2 separate regions of the Rattus norvegicus genome follow, and region 1 is linked to region 2. Evidence: chromatin contacts called from public Hi-C data. All regions are on one chromosome and are shown on one strand. Each heading gives the region's core, a stretch centred on a gene start, on an enhancer-like site or on the middle of the called end of the contact. The rest is flanking DNA. Distances are from core to core; before and after follow the strand shown.

The links. Hi-C and Micro-C count contacts between places; a contact is called where the count stands out from the background.
Region 1: a contact with region 2 is called in a Hi-C map of the A7r5 cell line, with 1.9 times the contacts expected there. The contact joins the promoter of Snrpa1 here to the promoter of Pcsk6 in region 2. A contact is called at or near these places in 3 of 12 Hi-C or Micro-C datasets (the A7r5 cell line, frontal cortex and kidney) and 1 of 1 datasets of contacts at active chromatin or transcription factors (oligodendrocytes).

What each region holds. Positions count from the first base shown.
Region 1 is chr1:129,047,950-129,055,251 of GRCr8, reverse strand. Snrpa1 (small nuclear ribonucleoprotein polypeptide A') reads right to left here and starts at 3,202. Exons shown (of 9, transcript NM_001271323.1): 1 at 3,051-3,202; 2 at 1,231-1,378. The coding sequence starts at 3,132.
Region 2 is chr1:128,838,300-128,845,267 of GRCr8, reverse strand. Pcsk6 (proprotein convertase subtilisin/kexin type 6) reads right to left here and starts at 5,526. Exons shown (of 21, transcript NM_012999.2): 1 at 5,253-5,526. The coding sequence starts at 5,498.

The DNA.
Region 1 (7,302 bases), core at 1,953-4,452, 210 kb before region 2:
CCAAGGGAAGGTGAGATTCTGGGGCAGAAAATAACTACCTAGCTAATTTACAGTTTCTTGTTCAGAAAACTCAAAACCCAGTAATTTTGCATGTAGAGAGCTGGTATAAGACATTTATCAGAGGAGAATGTTTAATCATGAAAATAGCTCTCCTTAAAAACACTACTCAGTGCATTTATGGGTATGGGTGTATGTCTTAGATTGCATATCTACCAACTCTGTGCTTGGCTCCTGTGGAAGCCAGAAAAGGGCCTTGAACTCTCTGGAACTAGTTTCAAGCTGCCATGCTGGTCTGGGAAAAGCAGCAGCCAGTACTCTTACCTAAGAGTCCTATCTCCAGCCCCTGGGTTCTTTTCTTAATGAAAGTTTGCCAGCAGGGTGGTGGTAGCACATGCCTTTAATCCTAGCACTTAGGAGGCGAAGGGAGGCAGATCTCTGAGTTTGAGGCCAGCCTGGTCTACAGAGTGAATAACAGCCAAAGCTCATAGAGAAACCCTGGCTCAAACAAATATGATCTTAATTTCACAGAATTATAGAAACCAACTACAAAACCAAAAACCAGCAGAATGGATGACGTATAGGGACTCAGTGAAAAGTAATTTTATTTCATAAAAAGATTTTTTTTGTGACAGGGTCTCGCTATGTAGCCCTGGCTGGAATTTGCTGTTGACAAGGCTGTCCTTGAACTCAGAGATTAGTTTGCCTTAGACTCCAGAGTGTTAGGATTAAAGGCAGACACTATTGCACATGACCTCTATAAATCGTTTTATTATGATGCTGTTGATGATGGCTCTGAATCTGAAATGTTGATATAGCACAGTGTTCCAAATTCAAAGTTTAGTATCAGTTACAAATATTAAAGATTTCTGAAGAGTGGCAAGTAAGGTCAGACCAACACCCAATCTCTTAGGCAAAGAGCTCTATTCATTTCTCCCTTTAAGAAGAGACATGGAAAGGCTGGTGCGGTGGCTCAGCAACTCAGACCTCTGGCTGATCTTCCAGAGGACCCAGACTATTCCTAACACCTGGAGCAACTCAGGACTATCTGTAAACCCAGCTCCAGAGAAGCCGATGCCCTCCTCTGACCTCCAAAAACACTAGGAGGGTGTGTGATACCTGCAGGCAAAACACTAATATACATTGGAAACCAAACCAAACCGAACGGTATCTTTGGGGTTCATTATAACACTTACTTAAGGGAAGAAAGTATTCTCACTAGCAGACACTCACCAAATTCTGTTGTTGTTCACTAATAATGTTTTCAGTCTTCTCAACAACGGAAAGCCATCCAGTTTCCTGATCTCATTGTCAGAAAAATCAATAGCATCAAACTGGTCTAAGGTGGCACCCAGATTTTCAATAACAGGAATTTTATATCCTGTAGAGGGAAAAAATACAACAAATATTAATATAAATGAAAAGTCCTGAAAGTAGTAGGAGTATTGGACAGTAATTTGGCTCAAAGCTTTCATTCAGGAAGTTAACCTGGCACTGGGGCCATGCCAAGCACTGAACAAAAATAAGATAAACAACGAACGAGTTACGGAGTCCCTAGTGCTACGAAGCTTGTAGTCCTGAAGTAAACTTGAAGAGGCTAAAGGCAAGAGAAGAACAGATGGGCATGCTTACTAGTATTGGTGCCCATGGTTTATTAAGAACGTCTATGAGGTGGTCCCACTGTTTTAAGTCCTTAGCGTCATTAGTCTCCATGACAGAATTAACACTTTAAACTGCTACTGTTGGTGCCCAAGCCTTGTTCAGGCGCTGGTGACCAGTATTCTCAATCCTCCACATAACTCATCAGTGTAGCTTCATGGTGTCCTGACTCACCCTCCTCCCCACCGGCTCCAATTCAGAGCCAAAAACGGTTTACATATATCCACAAATTACAACGAGCAGAGCATTCCCTTCATTGTCTAACGGCCATCATCATTGAGCTAGGTACTGCAGAAAGAAATGACGTACACAACCCAGTTGTGAAGGAGTGCAATAAGAAGTATGGTGCCAGATTAAGCACTCTCAAGATTGCATGGATTTCTGAAATACAGCACTGATCAAACTGTGCCAAGACAGTGAAAGGATCCAGATGCTCCTGAACTGGACTTTTTCTCTGAGAAAGTTAATTTCAACAAACAAACAAACAAACAAACAAACAAATAAACACAAAAAAAGCACTAGGATTTCCCATAGGCAGTAAAAAAAAACCTGTCGCAAATGTCGGTGCATAGTGCCCCGTGACTGTGGTTGCCTCGGGTCACAGCGTTATAACCTTAACCCTGTTCAAAGCCATCTCCTGAACAGTTAACGATTGCATTCTCAATTCTATTTTAAAAACCAAGTGCTATTACTGTCAAAACCGAACAGGTGGGTCTCACCGCCCCACACATGGAAGTACCATTAAGCCTTGGTCGAACAGCTGGAAAACACCTTTATAAAGTGAATTATCAGGGGCTGCGAATTCGGCTCAGCAACGCAAGTGCTTGCCTAACAGACATAAAACCCTGGGCTCATCCGAAGCACCATATAAATGTGCACACATTTAAACCCAACATCCACAAAATGGAGTCAAGAGGGTCCGAAGTTCGAGATAATCCTTAACTATATAACGGTTTGAAGTCAGCTCGGAATACACGAGACTCTGTCTCAAAAACTAATGAACAAGACCAAACGTGACTTATTGGGGCAATTATGGTAACTTTGGTACATATTCAACCTACCCTCGCGTGCCATATTAACGCATTTGCTAAAAACCAGTCGGCCGCCGTTCTGTACGTAGCATTTTCTATTTTCCTAGTCCTCAAACAGTTAAGGCTGCTCAGCACGCGAGGCAAAGCCTAATGAGTAAGGACCGGAGAAGGAATCGAGGCGCCGCGTTTGCTAGCAGGTAACAGTCCCAAAGGTCCCTGCGGGACCATCGATTGGAGATACCCCAGGCCCAGGTGGAGGTGGAGGCCCGCGAGCCAGGCTCCGGCCTCCGCGCACGCGGCGGGGCCGGCTTCTCGCGGCCGCGCGTCGGGGCCGGAACACAGCCCGCGCTCCGTCTAACTCACCGCGGAGGTCCAGCTCACGGTCCCGCACAGCATTGGTGTACTGTGCCGCCTGCTCGATCAGCTCCGCCGTCAGCTTCACCATTCTGTCGCCGCCCGCGTACCCTCACCTCAGACACCGGCCTGTGCCTCCCGCCAGTGCCGTGTCCCAGGGTGCACCGCGCCTCGCCGCCAGACAGCATCAATCAGAGCCCCGCGCAGCTCGACCGCCAGGCTAAAGCAATCGAAGACGTAGCCGAGTGTCTTTGCTTCTGGGTTCTGTGCTTGAGCGTGCCTGGGAGTGTGGGGAGCCCAGATTCCAGGTTTTTGTATCCAAAAGATAAGAACACGCGAGAGATACTCTATCTCACGTCAGTGCACCTCAAGGGAGGGGTAGTTGGGACTCCGCTCCCTTCTCCAGCCAACAAGGGGCGGAGACTGTGAAGTCTCCAGGGAGCCAAATTCTTAAACATTGGATTTGGGCCTCCGCACAAAAGGTGCAGGACCAGTAAGTAGACTAGATTGCCTTAAAACAGAACACATCTGACCTGGTGAGGGTGGACTTGTGGCCTATAGATATTTACGTATTCATACCAAAGGGCTGATCAGATGGCTTAGAGGTTAAGAGCACTTGCTGTTTTTATAACACACTTGAGTTGGCATTCCAGTACCCATTTGGTCACCTGACAACTGCCTTTAACTCCAGCCTTAGGGGATTCGCCATCCATTTCTAGCCTCCTCAGACCCCTGCAATAGCAAACACACACACACACACACACACACACACACACACACACACACACACACACACAAGCGCACACACACACATACATACATACAAACAAACATACAAATAAAATCATGAAGTCTAGGCATGGTTGAGAATGTCTTTAATTCCAGCAGTTTGGAGACAAAAGGAGGTGAATTTCAGAGATTGAGGCCATCCTGGTCTACAGAGCCAATTCCAGGACAACCAGGGATACACAGAGAAACCCTGTCTCAGGCAAACAACAACAACAAAAAGTTCATATGACGTGCAGGAGAATACACACATCAGAAATTGACCTTTGATGAGTGCCCCAGTGATCACAACATATCTGCAGAGCCTTGGCCTCTGCCCCCAAAGCCTTAATTTCACAAAACTGTGTGCTTATTTTTTTTATCATAGCTTATTAATTAATGTCCATGCTTGCCTGTGTATGTGTGGAGGGGAGGCTTCGGACTAAAATTCCCTGGAGCTGGCCATTGTGATCCTCTGGAAATGTGTGTTAGAATTTGAATCTGGTCCTCTGCAAGAGCTGAAAACACTCTTAAAAACACTGTAAAACTCATTTGTATAACTCTGTGGTTTTGTCCACGTGAGGACAGATACCCACAATGGTCAGAGGTGCCAGATACTCTGAAATTAGAGTTACAAGTGGTTGCTGGGATCTGAACTTGGGTCCTCTGAAAGAGTTTGTTGTTACAACAACAAGAGCTGTACGTGCTCTCTTACTTGCTGAGTCACGGAATGACTGACTGACCTGAGGGTAAACTTGAACAGCTCGCTCTCCTGTCTCCACCTCCATGTGCTAGGGTTATTGGAGTGAGTTTATGTAGCGGTAACTTTCAGCCCTGGGCCATCAACTCCAACTGAGGCTACACCTTCACCAATGACCCTCCCTGGCCTCTCACAATGCCCAGTCTCAGCTGCTTTTCATAACCAGTACCACCTGGGTAATTCTCACACGTTACCAAGTCCAGCTGCATCGTAAGGTGCAGCTTTGGCATCTCTGGAATACACTTGCCAGAAGATTTCACCTCAGTGATGCTGGTCTCTTCTTAATCACTGCTAATTTCTTACCTCCAGCTAACTAACCACTATCAATCGGACCAACCAGTGGTTCCTTCTATTCTTGACTTTAAATTTTTTTTTTTTTCGGAGCTGGGGACCGAACCCAGGGCCTTGTGCTTGCTAGGCAAGCACTCTACCACTGAGCTAAATCCCCAACCCCTATTCTTGACTTTAAAGCCAGAGCCACATGGCCAAAGCTACCAAGTTCTGCTTCTTACTGGAGCTAGAACATGGCCCCCTTCTTCTATTACATTATCGCCAACTTTCTGTTTTTCAACCCCACTGGCTAATGCTTGAATGCTGGGATTAAATGTGTGTCTCACCATGCCTGGGCCCAAGCTCTTCGTGGTGACTATGTCTCAAGATCCAGATCAAAAGCTCGTGTCATCCCATGTCAGTTTGACATACAATCCTATCTCCTTGTATCCAAATGACAGCAATAACCAGGTCATATAAGTATCTGATGTTCAACTGCAAATGTATAAACAGTAAGTTTAGCTGGGTGGGCTCTTGCCCTGAGGTCACCACTACCCTAATCTGTTGATCTTGAGCACAGGACTTAGTTCAGTTGTACCATCTGGTGCCCCTTTAATACTTGAGCTGTATATTATTATATTTTTATAACAACAATATATTTTGTGTTTTTCCTTCCTAAGCTTGCTACACTTGATTAAAACTTCTCTTCATGAGAGTAAACCAGAGGACAAAGTCTATGCTGGGCTTTTCTGAGACTTCTTTTACCTTAGCCTCTTTACTCTTTACCTTGGCCTCAGGTAGTCTCTTCAGACAATGGCAAAAAGCAGCAACATTCTTCACCAAAACATCAGAAGAACAATCTCCAGTGTTCAAATCACCCTCAGCACCAATGTCTTCCACATTTCTACTAGGATGACACATTAAGCCCCACTTAAAGTATCCCACTGTTTCCAAAATCCCCAAATCCATATTCCTCCAAACAAAATCATGGTCAGGCCTATCACAGCAATACCCAAGTCCATGGTACCAACTTCTGACTTAGTTATGGTTTCCATTGCTATGAACAGACACCATGAGCATAGTGACTCTTATAAAAGACAACTTTAATTGGGGCTGGCTTACAGGTTCAGCAGTTCAGTCCATTATCCTCACAGCAAGAAGCATGGCAGTGTCCAGGCAGATGTGGAGCTGGAGAAACTGTAAGTTCTACATCTTGTTCAAAGAGGGTCTTGAAGCCCATCCCCACAGTGACACACTTCCTCCAACAAGGCCACACCTCCTGATAGTGCCACTCCCTGGGCCAAGCATATTCAAGCCAATGTCTTCCACATTTCTACTAGGATGACACATTAAGCCCCACTTAAAGCATCCCACGGTTTCCAAAGTACCACACTACTTACCCAACACTGATATTGAGAGACCAGATCTTGGGTTTAGACTCCATCTTATAGAACCTGACCTAAGGTTGAACTCGAGTTAACAAACAAGCCAGCATCTAGCATCAGTTCCCAGGTTACTCCCAAATAAGACCAGTTTCCAGGTTACTCTCTCCAACAAGCCTGCCCCTGGCACTTTCTAACAGCTACCAATCAGGAGGAAAACAGAAATCAGGTTTATGGTTTGGCTCCCAGCACCAGCCAATTATGTTAAAGGACAACAAAATTCCATAATGGCTCCCCAGTCAGATTTGTGCCAAGCTAGAAAACCCCTCAGTTGCTTAGCATTTCCTATAAAAGCTTGTCCCGCTGAAAGCTCAGGGCCTCACCTTCCCACTCTGCTATGCCACAGGTGCCAGCGTGGCCCAAGCTTGAGCTTGTAATAAAGACCCTAGTGTGACTGCACTGGGATCGACTCTTTGGTGGTCTTTTGGGGTTCACGAAATGGGCACAACAATATAACTTTGGTTTTTGCCTTTGTGAATTCTGTACTCCTGAGCTTCCACACCAAGAAGCATGAGCTCACTCTTGGTTGCCAGGTAATAAAAGGACTCAGATACTCCTAATTGGCTCAGTTAGTGTGGTTGTCAATAACTATCTTATGTGAACCATTTCACCCATACCCAGTTTATCAGTACGCGTGCGCGCGCGTGTGTGTGTGTGTGTGTGTGTGTGTGTGTGTGTGTGTGTGTGTGGTGTAGTAAATGCTGTGGGCATCTGGAAGACAGAGGAAGAAGTAGGTGTCTCTCATTGAACCTAGAGGTAGGCTGGCAGCGAGCAAATCGCTCAGCGATTCTCCGGTGCCAGTGTCTGTTTTATCTGCCATCACTGGGGCTGTAGGCCCATACAACACCTGGCTTTTTATGTGGGTCTTAGAGACTTGAATTCAGGTCCTCATGCTTGTACACCAAGCACTCTTAACTGCTGACCCATTTCCTAGCCCTTGGTTTTTGGTGTTGATATATCATGATGTATGCTTTTTGCCTGAGGAAATCGTTTCACGGTGGGAAGGTTTACTTTGGTCTACGGT
Region 2 (6,968 bases), core at 4,277-6,776:
CATGTATGCATGCCTGCTACAGGCACACATGCAGAATCCTATGCAATGTGATGTATTCTGACTAGGAGAAAAATGTGACATGCCTGAATATAAGACAAGCATGAGCTGGATAGGTTTCTTTTAGTACAGTGGTTATTCATCACCCACAGAAGGTTCTAGAATCCCCACAGATACCACAAACAAGGATGCTCACCTCCCTATACCAATAATAGATAGGGTGTTCGTAAAGAACATCCCCCCTCACACTTTAGATCATCAGTAGATTACCATGACACCTAATCCCATGTGGGCCCGAGCACAGAGTTGTTCCACATTGCTTAGGGAAGAACAAAGATACCAGAGGTGATTTTATATATCTGTGTACCTTGAGAATTGCTAAAGGCGTCTGGAGAGATCCCTCCACAATTAGGAGTTCTGCTTGCTTTTTCAGAGGACAGGGTTCAGGTCCCAGCACCCACAAGGTGGCTCAAACACCTGTAACTCCAGTTCCAGGGGATCAGACTTTCTCTTTCTGACCTCCGTGGGCACCATGCACACATGTGTTACACACGCAGGAAAAACACTCACAGACATAAAGTAAAACAAATAAATCTTTAGAAACTAAGGACGCTGTTAAGTCTTCCCTTCCTAGGAGCTACGACAAACTAAAATTTGGAGGAGATCCTTGTAACCTAGGCTGCTAAACTTTTGCTGTAGTGTGCTCACCCATCGGTAATATGGTATGCTTTGTTTTTGAAAGCTCACAAGAATACTGTGCCTCTGAAACTGCCTTTGTAAACTCAGTGCTTATTGAACTACGCACATACAAATCTTCTTCACATCTGTAGCCACTGTCTGGTGTTCCATGGTGTGAGTCTTCTGGTTCACCTTTTCACTCTTCCTCTGGTGGACGTCTAGGCTGCTTTTCCCTTCGTTTATGAACTAAGTCTCAGTGAGCATTCTCCTCTTGGCCTCCTAGCCTTGCCATACAAGTAGCTGGTACAGCATGTCTCACCATAGCACCAAGATGCTCTCTAAAGTAGGTGCCAATTTCAACCAGTAATGACAAGAGGTCTCCGGGCTCCACATCCCTGCCAACACTTGACACTGACACTGCCCGGGGTTTGCCAATCAGATAGGTGTGAAATGGTGTCCCGCTGTCGCCTTAGGACAGCTCCCAGCCAGGCTAAGCATCCTCTCTTTATTGGCCATCCAGTGTCCTCTGCTCACACTTGTCTCTGCTTCTCTACTGAGCATTTATCTGTTTCCTCATTAATTTGTTTAATTTTTTATTATCTTCCCTAACTACTTCTCCGAGTTTACTGCCTTCTTAATATTCTTTGAGGACTGTCCTTTGCACAGAATTTCTATCTTCATAATCTCTTCTTTTTGCACCAGTTTGTTACTTAGGAGCCCTACTAGTTACTAAAAATTTTAATTTCAAAAATAAAGAGTCAGACTAAGAGGAACCTTGGACTACCAGAATGAGGAGTAAAACCTATGGGCAGATATGGCGTGGCGTGAGAGCCGGATTGCTGGAGTGGAGGCTGGAGGCTGCCTCTTTAGCTGTCTAGACCAAGAACGTTAAAATAGTTACCGCTGTCCCACTTTTAAATCCCAAACTCCAATCTGTTTGGTTTAAGACATCCCCTCCTTTCCTGGCGCCTTAAGGGCAGGCCATTACGCTTTTCTAAGGGTCTTACATGCACTCGGATCTTGAATCCTGTCTAGAATTTAACGTATGTACAGTGTGGACTAAGAGTCTGATTGTTTCTCCATGTGGACAGTCAGGTCTTCCAGAACCACTTATTAACTAAATGGTCCATCTTTCCTCATCCATCTGTAGCTCTTTCAGTTGGCACGCACTGGCTCCCACGTACCCTAGGCTTTGAGTCCATTCCACGGATGGGTGGAACCATCCCTGGGCCACTGCCAGCCTGCTGGGATCCCAACACCCCTCTTTGCTCTCCTTTCCCAGACTTGTCTGAGGGATTCTTGGACCTCGCTAAATCATATGAACTCTATAGCTCTTTTGTGGAGTCCACACATAGTTCAATCCCATGGGGACTTACAAGATTACAGTGGATTAATGGATTCATGGGGGGGGGGGGAGAATAGTTTTTCAGGGACTGTGGTCCAGGGGTTGAACACCAGCCTAGCACCATTTGTTCCTCGGATCCCCCAAATGAAAACACTTTACCATTTTTCCATCCATTCTCCTCCGTAAATAATTCATCCCTATGTACCGTACAGCTTGATGCTGAAATGAACCACAGTCACTCTTGTCTTCTGTCTGCTGAGGTACACACAGGTGGTGCCCGCTCAACTCTCTTTTGAGTTCTCAGGACTAATCTCTAGGTTTTCTTCCTTAACCATATAGTTATACCAAGTTCCAATGACAGCAGTTGACCCTTCCTAATCTTTACTTTTTAAAAACTATTATTTCATTTACTTACTTCATGTTTGTTCAGATGTGCACACAAAAGTGTATGCCACAGCATACACATGGGAATCAGAGGACAACTTTGGGAGTTGGTCCTCTCCTTGCACCAAATGGGTCCCATGAATTGAGTTCAGGTCACGGGACTCGGCAGCAACCCCTTTACTGCCTGAGCCATCTCACTGGCCCATGATTTTTACTTCTTGCTTAAAAAAAAAAAAAAAAACAAAAAAAACCAAACTTGTTGCATTATCTGGAATGACGCCTAGGAGCGGGAAATGGCAGCTAGCCTGTCTCTATTAGATGTGTATTTGTTAACGGAAAAGGACAGGACCTGTGTCAGACTGAAAGAGATCCATAACCTGGAAAAGGTCAATAATTGCTGCCCTGAGTTAACCTGCGTGTGGATCGTGATAAATGAATCAAATCGGGTTATCAGCTGTATAAAAATAAAACAGCCAAGCTAGAACGTCAGAGCACAGCCAGAAGGACGGACAAGAGAACCAAGGCTGTGTGACTCAGGCAGGTACAGAGCGGAGCTCTAATTGCCCATTAAGAGTTTAGAAGAGTCACACAGAGGCGGCCTCAGAGAAGGCAGCAAGAGACAGAGCAGTTATCATAATGGCAGGGGTGACACATGGTTGCCCTGTGAACACAAACAACTCCCTCCCTTGACCCCCACCCCACCCCATTTACTCATCCACAAAGCAAAAAAAAAAAAAAAAAAAAAAAAAAAAAAGTTAAAAACATGTACATCTTATTTAGAGTCACAAATTCTCCTGCTTGGAAATGGCGGTAAGATTTTTAAAGAGTTCCTCCTGAGTAGGTACAGGTTGGAAAGCTCCGGGCCTTTTCCACATTAGCGAGCACTTCGAGGCGGGGAAAGAGAAGCTGGTTTGGGATTAAAGAGTAATAAGGCTTTCCTTGGAGACAGCTCCAACCCCCAAACCAGTCATCTCTCAGCTCCGAAACGTCCCCGGCTATGCCCGCCAGAACATGGCCTACAAGCTAAGTGACAAGCTAAGTCCGCTTGTACTGTTCAGAGAGACCTCTGGGGCCACCCAAGAACATCACAACATTCCTAAAAAAAAAAAAACCCTTCTCACCCCACAGGCAAAATCGGGAGCACAGACCTTGCTCAGTGAGATGCAGCAGATTCAAAGGCTAGCGTGTTCAGGAGGTGGGCAAGGTTATCCCTGCAGGCAAAAATGTCAAAGGGACAGCTAACTATGCCTCTCCACCTTGCACTGTGGAGCACAGAGTCCTTCTTCACCTCCTCTCTCCTCATCTAATTACAGGGCCCCGGATCCCAGGCCCTTTGTAATTTAGCATTCAGTTTAAGAATTAGTTGAGACAAATTGCTGGACCGCCTGGACAGAGCAAGGAAGAGTGGTAGGAGCCGGGATTCCTAATCAAACAGGAGAGCTCTCTTCAGCACACACAGTCAGCCCTGGAGATTTGAGGGCTACGAGGAGCAACGAAGCCAGGGCCACCAAAAGGCAAGATCTTAGCTCTTTGGATGTTTGAAGACACAGGAGTGGATTCTTTCCTTTTGGATAAACTCTGACCTGGAACTTCATTTCACAGAGCAGAAGTCCCCCTTCCAGAAGGCCTTCTACCTCACATTAAGCTCAGAAGAAATGTCATTCTGATCATGGCCAAGCACAAGTGATGTGGCTGGCTTCCGTCGCGGATAATGATGAAACTAAGTTCAACACCGCCTGCTACAGCAGTTTAAGTTATAAGGCCACACTCTCCTTCATTGCACTTGATTCTCCAGAGCGTGTAGTTTGTAGATCTGTTAAGGTGTGGAGGGCTTTCCTGGTGGGACTGCACATTTGAGTCTGTGAAGCCCCTCCACCAGCCATAAACTCGAATCAACCCGACCAATTGCCCCTCGGCAGGGCTGAAATAGGGAGGGGAAAACCTGTGTTGGCAGTCCTTGTGAGCTGCGCGGACTTACTGCTCTATCTTGGCTCCTCTTATAAATGACAGCCAGCTTACACCACGAGGGGTGAGAGAAAGGGCATTCCACGACTAGCGCCTTGCTTCTGAACACTACCGGGGTGATCTCAACCTCAGGCAGTACAAAGTCACTACCCCTAGGGATGAGCTAGTCAAGAAGTGACATGTCCAAGGTCATACAGCTAGTGGGCAGACAGCTGCCTTTCCAGCTGCGTCCAGAGCCCAAAGCAAAGCAATTGGTGTTTTTACCTAGAGGTTTTAAGTGCAGAGTCCGGACTACAACCAACACGCAGCTTCTGGGTCCTGCTTGCTCCCTGACCCAAACCTAACCTCTGGGCACAGGCACCGCCAGTCCCTGAATTGCCGGGTCACAAGTCGCCCATCCGGCATCTGACTGCCTTGACGCGCACACCAGAGCCCAGAGCCCCTGGCGACCGTCGGGGGCTGAGTGGCCCGAGGGAAGCAGCTATGACTCGGAGGCTACGGGGAATTAGGTGGACTCTGAGGATGGCGCGGGTGGGCACAGTGCAGCGACCCCTTAGGCGTCCACTTGAACGCGGCTGGGCAGGTGTAGGCGCCGGACCCGGGCATCCGAGGCCACACTTCCGAGTGTGAAAGCTCGGCGACGCCTCCTGGGGACCCACGGCCTCAGGCCATCCCGCGTGACCGTCCACACAGGCCAACACGTCCTCCCCGCCCAGTGTCCCACAGCACTCGAGCGTGTCCCCGCAGGGACCCCCGCCGTCCCCAGTGGTGCGGGCCGCCTTCCCACGCGGCGCCGCTGGCCGCGGGCTTGGCAAGGCGCCCCCTCGCGCGTGGCCGCCGGCGGCCGGGAAAGTTTGGGGCGCGCGGGGCCGGCCGTACTCACCTGGCCCAAGTTGAGGTAGCCGTGAGCCGCAGCCACGCGGTCCGCCGCGCCGGGGCCGCCCAGCACTTGCACTGCCCAGTGGTTGGTGTAGACGGGGCGCGGCGGCGGCAGCGCGGAGCAGACGGCGGGCAGAGCGAGCAGAAGCAGCCAACGCCAGGGGCGCGGCGCCAGCGGCGAGAGCCCGTGCCGGCCGGCGGCCCGGGGCGGCGGCCGGGGCCCGGGCGCTGGCGGCGCGCGCGGAGGCATGGCAGCGGCAGGCTCGCGCGGCGCCCGAGCGGCGAGTGCGCCGGGGGGTGGGGAGCCGCCTTTTAAAGCCGCTCCGCGCCGGGGAAGCGCCGCCGCCGCGGGCGGGAGCCGGGGAGGAGGAGGCCGCCGCGGCGCGTTCCCGCCCGCGCGGCCCGGTGGCGCCCCTGGGCCCGCGCTCGTGCGGCAGTCTCCCGGCCCGCCAGCAGCCGGGGGCCGGCGCAGGGGAGGCTCGAGACTTCGGGTCTCTCGGGACGCGGCACTGCCTAGAGTAGCAGCCTCCGCTCCGCGCGTTCTGCTAGAAGCCGGGAAGGCTCTGGGCATCCCACGTGAGTTCCCCATATCCCGGAGGAGTTGACTTAGAACGGCACCTTTCTACCGGTTGCGCCCCTGGAGGCTGAACTCACCTGCTGGGGTCCCCAAGGCTAGACAGACTTGCTCAACTTAGCTATAGTGGTGAGCGTGCAAATGTGCAGGATCTTCTGGGGGAAACGATGCCAAGAAAACACCGTGGTGTACCAGGACCTGGCCTGACCTCAAGACCACATTGAATGGGCAAAGGGCATGTGGCGAACTTAGCTGGAGTCCACGAGAGTATTGGGAACACAGCGTCCATACAGGGCTGATGCTTAGCTAGGACGGCTGTGCAGGTGAACTCCTTAACTGACCACTTAGCATCTGTGTGATCTGGGGCACCTTTCTGTTCTTGCTGGGCCTGTAAGATGGGGATAACAATAGCATCCATCTATCCATCGGGCTGTTTTTAGGATGTAAGCTCTTCCCTTGCAATCAGCTGACAGTAATGTTTGTTTTGATGAGCCCTGGACCTGCCACGTGCTTGGTATTCAGTAGATTGTGTTCACCCTTAAAAGTACCCACTGAGCTAGGACCAGTCAGTGCAAATGTGAGCTGACTCATCCTTACCCTCCCTCCCATAACAGCCTGGAGAAACTGGGGACACGTCCACGCTGTGACGAGAGGCTGGGATAGATGCAAGCCTCAGAGGACCCATTGGTCCCAACTGGCTCCGCACAGAAAGCAAACCTTCAGCCTGATTAATACAGGAGGGGAACCGGGAAACAAAATAGGGCAAAATAGGACAGAGAGGGCCTTGAGTCAGGAAGGAAGTCACTTCACCAAAGCTCAAGTTCCAAGAGCACCTGGTTCCCAGACTGGTGCTGTGGGGAATTCCTTTGCCTGAGTCTATAGCCAGGCAGATCAAACAGACAGGCCAGGGAATACAGGAGAGAGAGGGCAGGATCTGCAGAGACCCACCTGAAGTCCTTTCCAACATCTCTCTGAGGAGTCCTTGGGTTTTGTACCTCACATGATCCATCCTTTCTACAAGTAGGAGTCATCCTAATGAAGATGGAGGACTAGGAGGATTGGGGGGGGGGGGGGGCACAGCCAGGAGGAGCCAAACTCATGTTAACAGGGCTCCTATCACAAGTGTCTTTTGGTACCTGAGACCTT